Regions from separate parts of the Mus musculus genome. Here region 2 is linked to region 1. Evidence: chromatin contacts called from public promoter capture Hi-C data. All regions are on one chromosome and are shown on one strand. Each heading gives the region's core, a stretch centred on a gene start, on an enhancer-like site or on the middle of the called end of the contact. The rest is flanking DNA. Distances are from core to core; before and after follow the strand shown. Region 1 holds the start of Zfp560 (zinc finger protein 560). Region 2 holds the start of Zfp426 (zinc finger protein 426).

Region 1 (3,800 bases), core at 439-2,938:
AGTCTATTAGCAGGAACAAGAAGATAAACCTACTTTTTCAGGCTTTTCCTACTCATGTCCCCCCAAATTTTCATCTTTCTATTCTGCTTTAGTAAAGATCTAGGAACATACAGTCACTAGAAGAATGTAGTGACAGGAGAGACTGTAAGAGTTACAGTAATATTAAACATATAAAAGCCAGTTGGCAGAAAAAGACTTCCTCATGGAAGTCTTTTTATATAACATGTACAACATATATGAAGCATGCTCAAAAGAAGCCCTCACATACTTAGGAGTGGCAGGTACTATATAAATGTCATGATAAGGGTCATAAGGAACAGATTTCATTTTCTAGGCTCTTTGCTCTCTAGACCACTCCCATTCTCAAGAGTGCTCCTCACCCCCTTTAAGCCCTTTCCTTCCTTTCTTTCTCTTGTGTGTGACCCTATATTCCTGACTAGTTTGAAACTATTTATGTAGACTTGACTGGACTCAACTCACACTGTTTCCGACTCTTGCAAACTCTGAATTTAAAAAAGTGTGGGTCTCAAAAGAGTCCGGTCCCCAATGAAGGAGCTAGAGAAAGGACCCAAGGAGATGAAGGGGTTTCCAGCCCTATAGGAGGAATAACAATATGAACTAACCAGTACCCCCAGAGCTCCCAGGGACTAAACCACCAACCAAAGAGTACCCATGGTGGAACTCATGGCTCCAGCTGCATATGTAGCAGAGGATGGCCTAGTTGGTCAGCAATAGGAGGAGAGGCCCTTTGTCCTGTGAAGGTTCTATGCCCCAGTTTAGGGAATGCCAGGGCCAGGAAGCAGGTGTGGGTGGGTTGGTGAGCAGGGGGAGGGGAGAAAGGATAGGGGGTTTTCGGAGGGGAAAGCAAGAAAGGGGACATTTGAAATGTAAATAAAGTAAATATCTAATAAAAAAAGTGTGGGTCACTATGCCTGGTCCCAATTTTCTTTTAGTTATTATTTTGTATAATGTGGTTAAGAGTGCAGGTGCACGTGTGCCGGCCTGAGGACAACTTGTGGAAGTTCGGCTCGCTCATCGGGTCTTGAACTGAGGTTATCATCAGGCTTGGAGGCAAGCTTCTTTACTCTGTGAGCCATCTCATCCACCCTACTTTCCTTTTCGTAATAAACTGTCTTTACTTCGAAAGGCGTGTTTCTCGTCTAATTCTGTGACTAGAGACACAAGTACCTGGATACTTAAGTGGGTGCATTAAGGCTCACAAACCTAACAGGAGCAACACTGGGTGACGTGTGCGCTTTGACAGGTCTGTCCTGTGTCCACACGGGCACAACTCCAGTCGTTGGTCTGGTTGTCAGGCCAGCAGTCTCTAAATCGAGTTGGGGTAAAGCCACTCTTGGGGCAGGAATCGGTAACTGCCCTGCCTGAAGGGGCGTAAACTCAGGGTAAACTGAAGCGCCCGAAGCCGGAGGACACTTAAGTCGAAGAAAACAGCAGTGACATCAGCCGCCCTCCGCAGTCTCTTACGCTCCAGCCCTTGGTTGCAGAGTTCTTTTTCCATCTCTGTGGTCGTCAACTTGTATGAGACGCTGGCGACACTAAATAAATTCTTGCTCTGAACGTCTTCCAAACAGCCCGCGCAGTGGTCGGAACTGGTCCTGCAGCCCCAGGCCGGGAGCGGAAGTGCCGTTGGCGGTGTTACCTTCCGACTCTTCCGGCGCGAGCTCTAGGGTGTGAAGCTCCTTTGTTCCTCAGAGGCGGGGTCCGCCCCTCGGCGGCTGCACTTCCTCGGGCTGTGCGGGCCAGCGCGGCCGGAACCTCCGCTGCGCGCTTGGTTCTCTGTCTTTATTTTCAGGAATTGGCGAGTTCAGGTGAGTGCGAGGTGAAAGCTGTTGAGAGGGCTTTGCCACCTTGTATTTACAAACGCGTGTGTCGTCAGAAATACGGCATCCTCTTCGCACGTCCCTTATTTGTTTCCAACACTTAGTTACATTTGGGTAGAAAGCCATCTCTTTAGTTGTCGGTGTGCTTGTAAACGCGTGTGTACTGGAAAAACAAAAAACAACAAACAAAACCTTAAACCAGTATTCACTCATTGTAGCGGAATTTCTTAGGCCCTACCTACAGGATTCAAAACAAGGACCTGTAGGAGGAATGGGTGGAGACTATTGAAGTATTCGGGTTGATTTATTTCTGCAAAAAATGTTTGGGTGAGTTGTGTTGATGGAAAAAAAAAATAGCTCTGGCCTTAAAGGAAATAAAAGTTGATCCTGAACCAAATAATGACAATGACCAGAAAAATATGTGTTTCCCCAAAATAACATGTTCCATTGTGGAAGTGGTTACATGACTTATTAGTGTTTTTATTTATTTATTTATGGGTGTTTTATTTGGTCATTTCTTGTATATGTGGATAGTTGGTTATGGCAAAGCGACAAAATTCAGCCTATATTCTTGGGCAGCTTGTAGCAATTGGAGAAGCTTAATATTTAATAAAGGAAATAAATATGAGACTGCAAATTGATGAAGACTCAAAGTTGAGGGCTATATTTTTCCTGTCTTTGTATGGTAATAGGTAAAATAAAGAAAAAAATGGCGATTTAATCCAAAAATACTAGATGTTGGAGTTAGTGATGCTGAAGGGAGTGGGAAATAGTCATCTCTCCCTCTTCCTAAAGTATTAGCGAGTGTTGGGACTGCCTTTTTCAGTGTGTCACCTGAGTCTCTTTGGAGATCATTGTTCTTGTTTGTTAGGATTGACAGAGGCAGTATGATAATGAAAGAGAGAGGAGACCTCAGCAGAAGGAGGTTGTCCTTTCCTGGGAAGGTGGAGAGTGTGTGTCGAGGGGCTTGGGGTTTGAGAGGGCAGAAAAGAGACTGGAAATTTCATCTGTATGTTTGTTCTTTGTAGTCTTAGGACGGAGACATGCCAGTAGTTGCTTTATCATATGTTGAGTGTTTTTGTAAGGTTTTCCCTGGCTCCTGACTGCAGATCATGTTCTCTTCAGTGTTGGCTTTCTAGTCAGTATGCTGAGTCAGGAGTTTCTCAGCCCCTCTGATGCCCTTTACTTTAGATTATTAACTCGCCAGTGTAATGTTACACTCGTGTTCCTGAAGAAGTTGGGTCTCGCCGCAGCGCTCTTGCTTGCAATGATAGTGCTTGATGACAGTTCTGTTAGGTCACCTGGAAAATGAGTACTATTTCACTTTGGAGGTGGAAGCAAACTCTGCTGAGAAGCTATTGAAGTAGACACTACAGAATTTATTGGAGTTCAGTAATTACCAGATGTCGAATGTATGGAATCAGTAATTTCACGAGTATTGCTTCTAGGGGGCTAGGTGGTGGTACCAGCAAATCAAGGTTATAGTAAGATGTTAATAGATGCCCTTTAATATTTGGATTTCAGCAAGCAAAGTTGGCCACAGATGGAGAAACAATAGAGATAGATAATCACCCTCCTAGAATTGTTTTTAATATAAAATTTAACCCTAAGCTCCCTATTTTTGTGTATTGTCTCTCTTAGTTGTTTTAACTAGGGATCTATGCGACCATTTTATCAAGCCAACAAGTAGGAATATCTTTGATTTTATTTTACTGTCTCCTATATTAGAAGGTTTAAGGCCAAAATGGAATGCTTTTCTACAGTAAACACTATGACTGTGAGAAATCTAAGCAAGGATAAAGTTCAAGTAAAGCCTGTGTATTGTTTTCTTCTGTATTTATTCATTAGCTTGAGATGTTTCAATTTAGTGGGATTCCCCAGGCATAGCTTTAATCTAAAAGCAAGATTGACTGAACTCATGCATTTTTAACTGATATGTTTTAGCAAGAGCTAAATCAT
Region 2 (3,800 bases), core at 540-3,039, 110 kb before region 1:
AACTCAAGACCTTCGGAAGAGCAGTGTACTGGCTAGTTTTGTGTCAACTTGACACAGGCTGGAGTTATCACAGAGAAAGGAGCTTCAGTTGGGGAAATGCCTCCATGAGATCCACTTGTAAGGCATTTTCTCAATTAGTGATCAAGGGGGAAAGGCCCCTTGTGGGTGGTGCCATCTCTGGGCTGATAGTCTTGGGTTCTATAAGAAAGCAAGCTGAGCAAGCCAGTGGAAGCAAGCCAGTAAGAAACATCCCTCCATGGCCTCTGCATCAGCTCCTGCTTCCTGACCTGCTTGAGTTCCAGTCCAGTGTGGAATTGTAAGCTGAAACCCTTCCCTCCCCAACTTGCTTCTTGGTCATGATGTTTGTGCAGGAATAGAAACCCTGACACTAAGACAAGCAGTTAGTGCTCTTAACCGCTGAACCATCTCTCCAGCCCACACCCCAGTTCCTTTCTTTAAAAAAAATTTTTTTTTTTTTTTGCCAGCTGGGCAACATGACCCTGGGTCAGATCTATTTGAAAAGAACAACACTGGTGTACTTAAATAATCTTGGCAATATTTTTGTGTAAATAACCCATCTGACCAAGTGGCTAGACTTGTAGTCTCCTGTCTCTTAAATTGTTCAAAGTCTAATCAGGGGCTGGGACCTAGAGGTTTTAAGGATGAGTGTGTGTAAAATGCCTAACTCTAAGGTATATATAATTACATTTGAGGTCAACTCATATTTGGCCATGTGCTTTAGTAAAGAGCTTTTCCTTGAGCTCTAAGTGTGCAGTAAGAAAGTCTGCCTTTTCACTGAGAAGTCATACTGGCATATTGTTTCTGAAGCAACGCAAGCCCCTGGTTGAGCAAGTTCATGGCAGAGAGGGTAAATGGGTCTCTTGACAAACTGATCTTGCATCCTGTAATAGATCAGGGCCATAAATGCTTTTACTTTCGTCAGAAAGTGATTATAGCTTCATTTCTCTTTGACTCGCATTGACCAACAGATGTCAGCAGAATTCAGCCTAGTAACATTACAGTTTTCAGCCTCTCAACTGTTGCGTGGTTAAACTGGCTCTTCATTCATGTTATTAGGGACCATCAGTAACCAGGAGTGTCGAATCTGAGTGACTGGGCATTTTTCCTGTGACTTGAGATGACAAAAACCCGGATTTGAGCTTACTGTTTGCTTAGGGCATTCAATAGAACCGGGGACTTGGGAAAACAGTTGCTGGGAAAGATGCAGATACGCGGTTAAGACGAGTTCAAGACCCACCCAGTAACTACTTCAGGATTCTCAGTCAGAAACCCAGTTATTTCCATTGGGCTCCTGAGGCTGGTGGAATGGGCTTAGGTAGGGTAAATCTGTTGAAGCACCCTTTATGGTCGCAGCCTACGAAATACAATTTCAACATCTTGAGAGGTCTAGATGATTACGGAAGCGAGACTGCCTTCTGTTTCCTACTGGACTAGGGTGCACTAGAAAGCAAGGGTTCTAAGAATGCAGCGATGGCAGGCAAAAAAATTTCCTGAGCGGACGCTGGGTACCCACAAGAAACCCTGTGGTTAAAGGACTTACTGGTCCTGGCACCACCGTTGCCCGGCTCACAGCCTGGATTCTAATTCTGTCTTGTCCTGGAGACCAGCGTCGGCCTCCAGCTCCCGCGGTGAAGCCCTTACAGCCCCTCCGCCCTGACACTGCGGAGAAACTAGAAATCTGACAGGAATTCAACCGAGGTAGACTCCCGGGCCTGGCTCTGCAGCAGACCGAGCGCGAGCGGAAGTGACGTCATGCCCGCGCCCGTCTCTTCCGGCTCTTATCTGCACTGAAGAGTTGCGGAGTTGCCTGGCATTCGTGAGTTCTGCGGTACAAGGACTACCTGGAGGCGGAGGGGGAGATAGAGAACGAGAGTGCAGAGCTCTGCTCCGCTTGCCACGGCGCCTCCGGGCGCGGCCAAGCCTGAGTCCTCTCTGGCTGTCAGTCGCCAGGCTGGGGAAGTGCCCAGAGGGCGGGCCTGGCGATGGCTGCGGCTACGATGCTGCTCTTCAAAAGCCGCCCAAGCAAATTCTGTGCGAAAGGCTCTTTTATTTTTCTCCTCAGAAATGAAATTTTGCCGGAGTAGTTGGAGTGATCAGCGCCATACACCTTGCGATTTCAGCGCCTCTGGTGAGCACTCAGTGAAAGGTCGCTTTTGGAAAAAGCCGTATTCCCTTTTAAAAAAATATTAGAGACGAATGTCGGGGTGAGAACTTAATTCATATTGTTAGATTGTACTTTATTTAGTGAGTGCGTGTTTTATTTTGACCATTAGTTTCAGATACAGAGACAAATTTCTTAGTTACTTCGAATGTACGTCTTTCTTGAGAGAATATAAACATTGGTAGACCTCCAGCCCATTCATAAAAACCTAGCGGGCAAGCCTTTACTCACGGCACACAGGTGGCAAAAGGATTTCTGTGAGTTCTTGGCTAGTCTGGTGTACAAAATGAGTTCCAGGCCAACCAGTGCTACGTGGTGAAATACTGTATTTATTAAAAAACAAACAAGCAAAAACCTAACAAACAATAATAGTGAGCTTTTTTCCACCTCCAAAGTTCCTAGGCCTGTGTTTGTTTCCTCATCCCTTTATCTCTCTGTGCTAGTGGTCCATTCAGGGCCTTGTGCGTGATACACATACTTTTCTCTTCGTTCTTAGATCTGTTCATCACTAAACTGCTTGGAGCTCACAGAAGAAATGTGGAAAGCTAGATTATTAAAAATCATAGAATTAACTATTAAGAAGATTGATAAATTAGTGTTCTCTCCCCAACAATCCCCCCCCCCCCATTTCTCTTTTTAAAAAAAACTTAGACGTACTAGCATATTTGATGGTCCAGTATCTGTTATGCTGCAGTCACCTCTTGCAGCAGTCCGTGTCTACTCTTTCCCCAGCAAGATATATTGTATGGTGACTTGTTTGCTAAGATGTAAACTGAAAATAAAGGGCAACATGGTAGCACATAGCAGTGATCTCAGGAGTTGGAGCAATAGGAACATGATTTCTTTTCTTTTCTTTCTTTCTTTTTTTAGATTTATTTATTTTATATATGTGACCACACTGTCACTGTCTTCAGACACACCAGAAGAGGGCATCAGATCTCATTGTAGATGGTTGTGAGCCACCATGTGGTTGCTGGGATATGAACTCAGGACCTCTGGAAAAGCAGCCAGTGCTCTTAACCACTGAGCCATCTCTCCAGCCCCAGAACATGATTTCTATGCCAGGATAGTTACATAGTTTCAGGCCAGTCCAGTCTGCATAGTTATACCCCTATCTCCGAATAAACAATAATAGATACAACACTTGACTGTTAAATACTTGGTAATGTACCACCTAGATTAGGACATTGTCTTACTGAAAGCAAAATATTATTAGATTCAATCAAGAAAATTAAAGAATAGAGTTATTTGGGTATTCAGCTCAGTTGATAGAGTGTTTGTGTGTTATCCACAGACCCCTAGGTTCAGTTCCTAGTACCACATAAACTGAGTGCAGTAGCTCACTTGATTTTGATCCCAGCTCTCTGCGGATAGAAGCTGGAGCATTAGGAGTTCAGGGTCAGCCTCGGTCACATAGTAGGTTGTAGGCCAGCCTGAACCACATGATCTTGTCTTTACAAAAGAAAAGAAGGAAATCAAGAACTGGCTGAGGATATAGCTCAGGAATAGAATACTTGCCTACCATGTATGAAGCCCCAGTTCAATTCCCAGCACCACAAAAATACATACATACATACATACATAAAATGATGCATGTGATATCTGATCTATAAACATT

What was found. Capture Hi-C pulls out chosen DNA fragments and counts their contacts.
Region 2: a contact with region 1 is called in a promoter capture Hi-C map of adipose tissue. The contact joins the promoter of Zfp426 here to the promoter of Zfp560 in region 1. A contact is called at or near these places in 1 of 39 promoter capture datasets (the SN4741 cell line), 1 of 484 Hi-C or Micro-C datasets (CD4 T cells), 1 of 115 datasets of contacts at active chromatin or transcription factors (effector CD8 T cells) and 3 of 9 other capture datasets (adipose tissue, liver and pancreatic islet).

Annotation. Positions count from the first base shown.
Region 1 is chr9:20,383,046-20,386,845 of GRCm38.p6, reverse strand. It overlaps Zfp560 (zinc finger protein 560), which reads left to right and starts at 1,688. Exons shown (of 7, transcript NM_001004190.3): 1 at 1,688-1,829.
Region 2 is chr9:20,490,735-20,494,534 of GRCm38.p6, reverse strand. It overlaps Zfp426 (zinc finger protein 426), which reads left to right and starts at 1,789. Exons shown (of 9, transcript NM_001110309.1): 1 at 1,789-1,837; 2 at 2,084-2,149.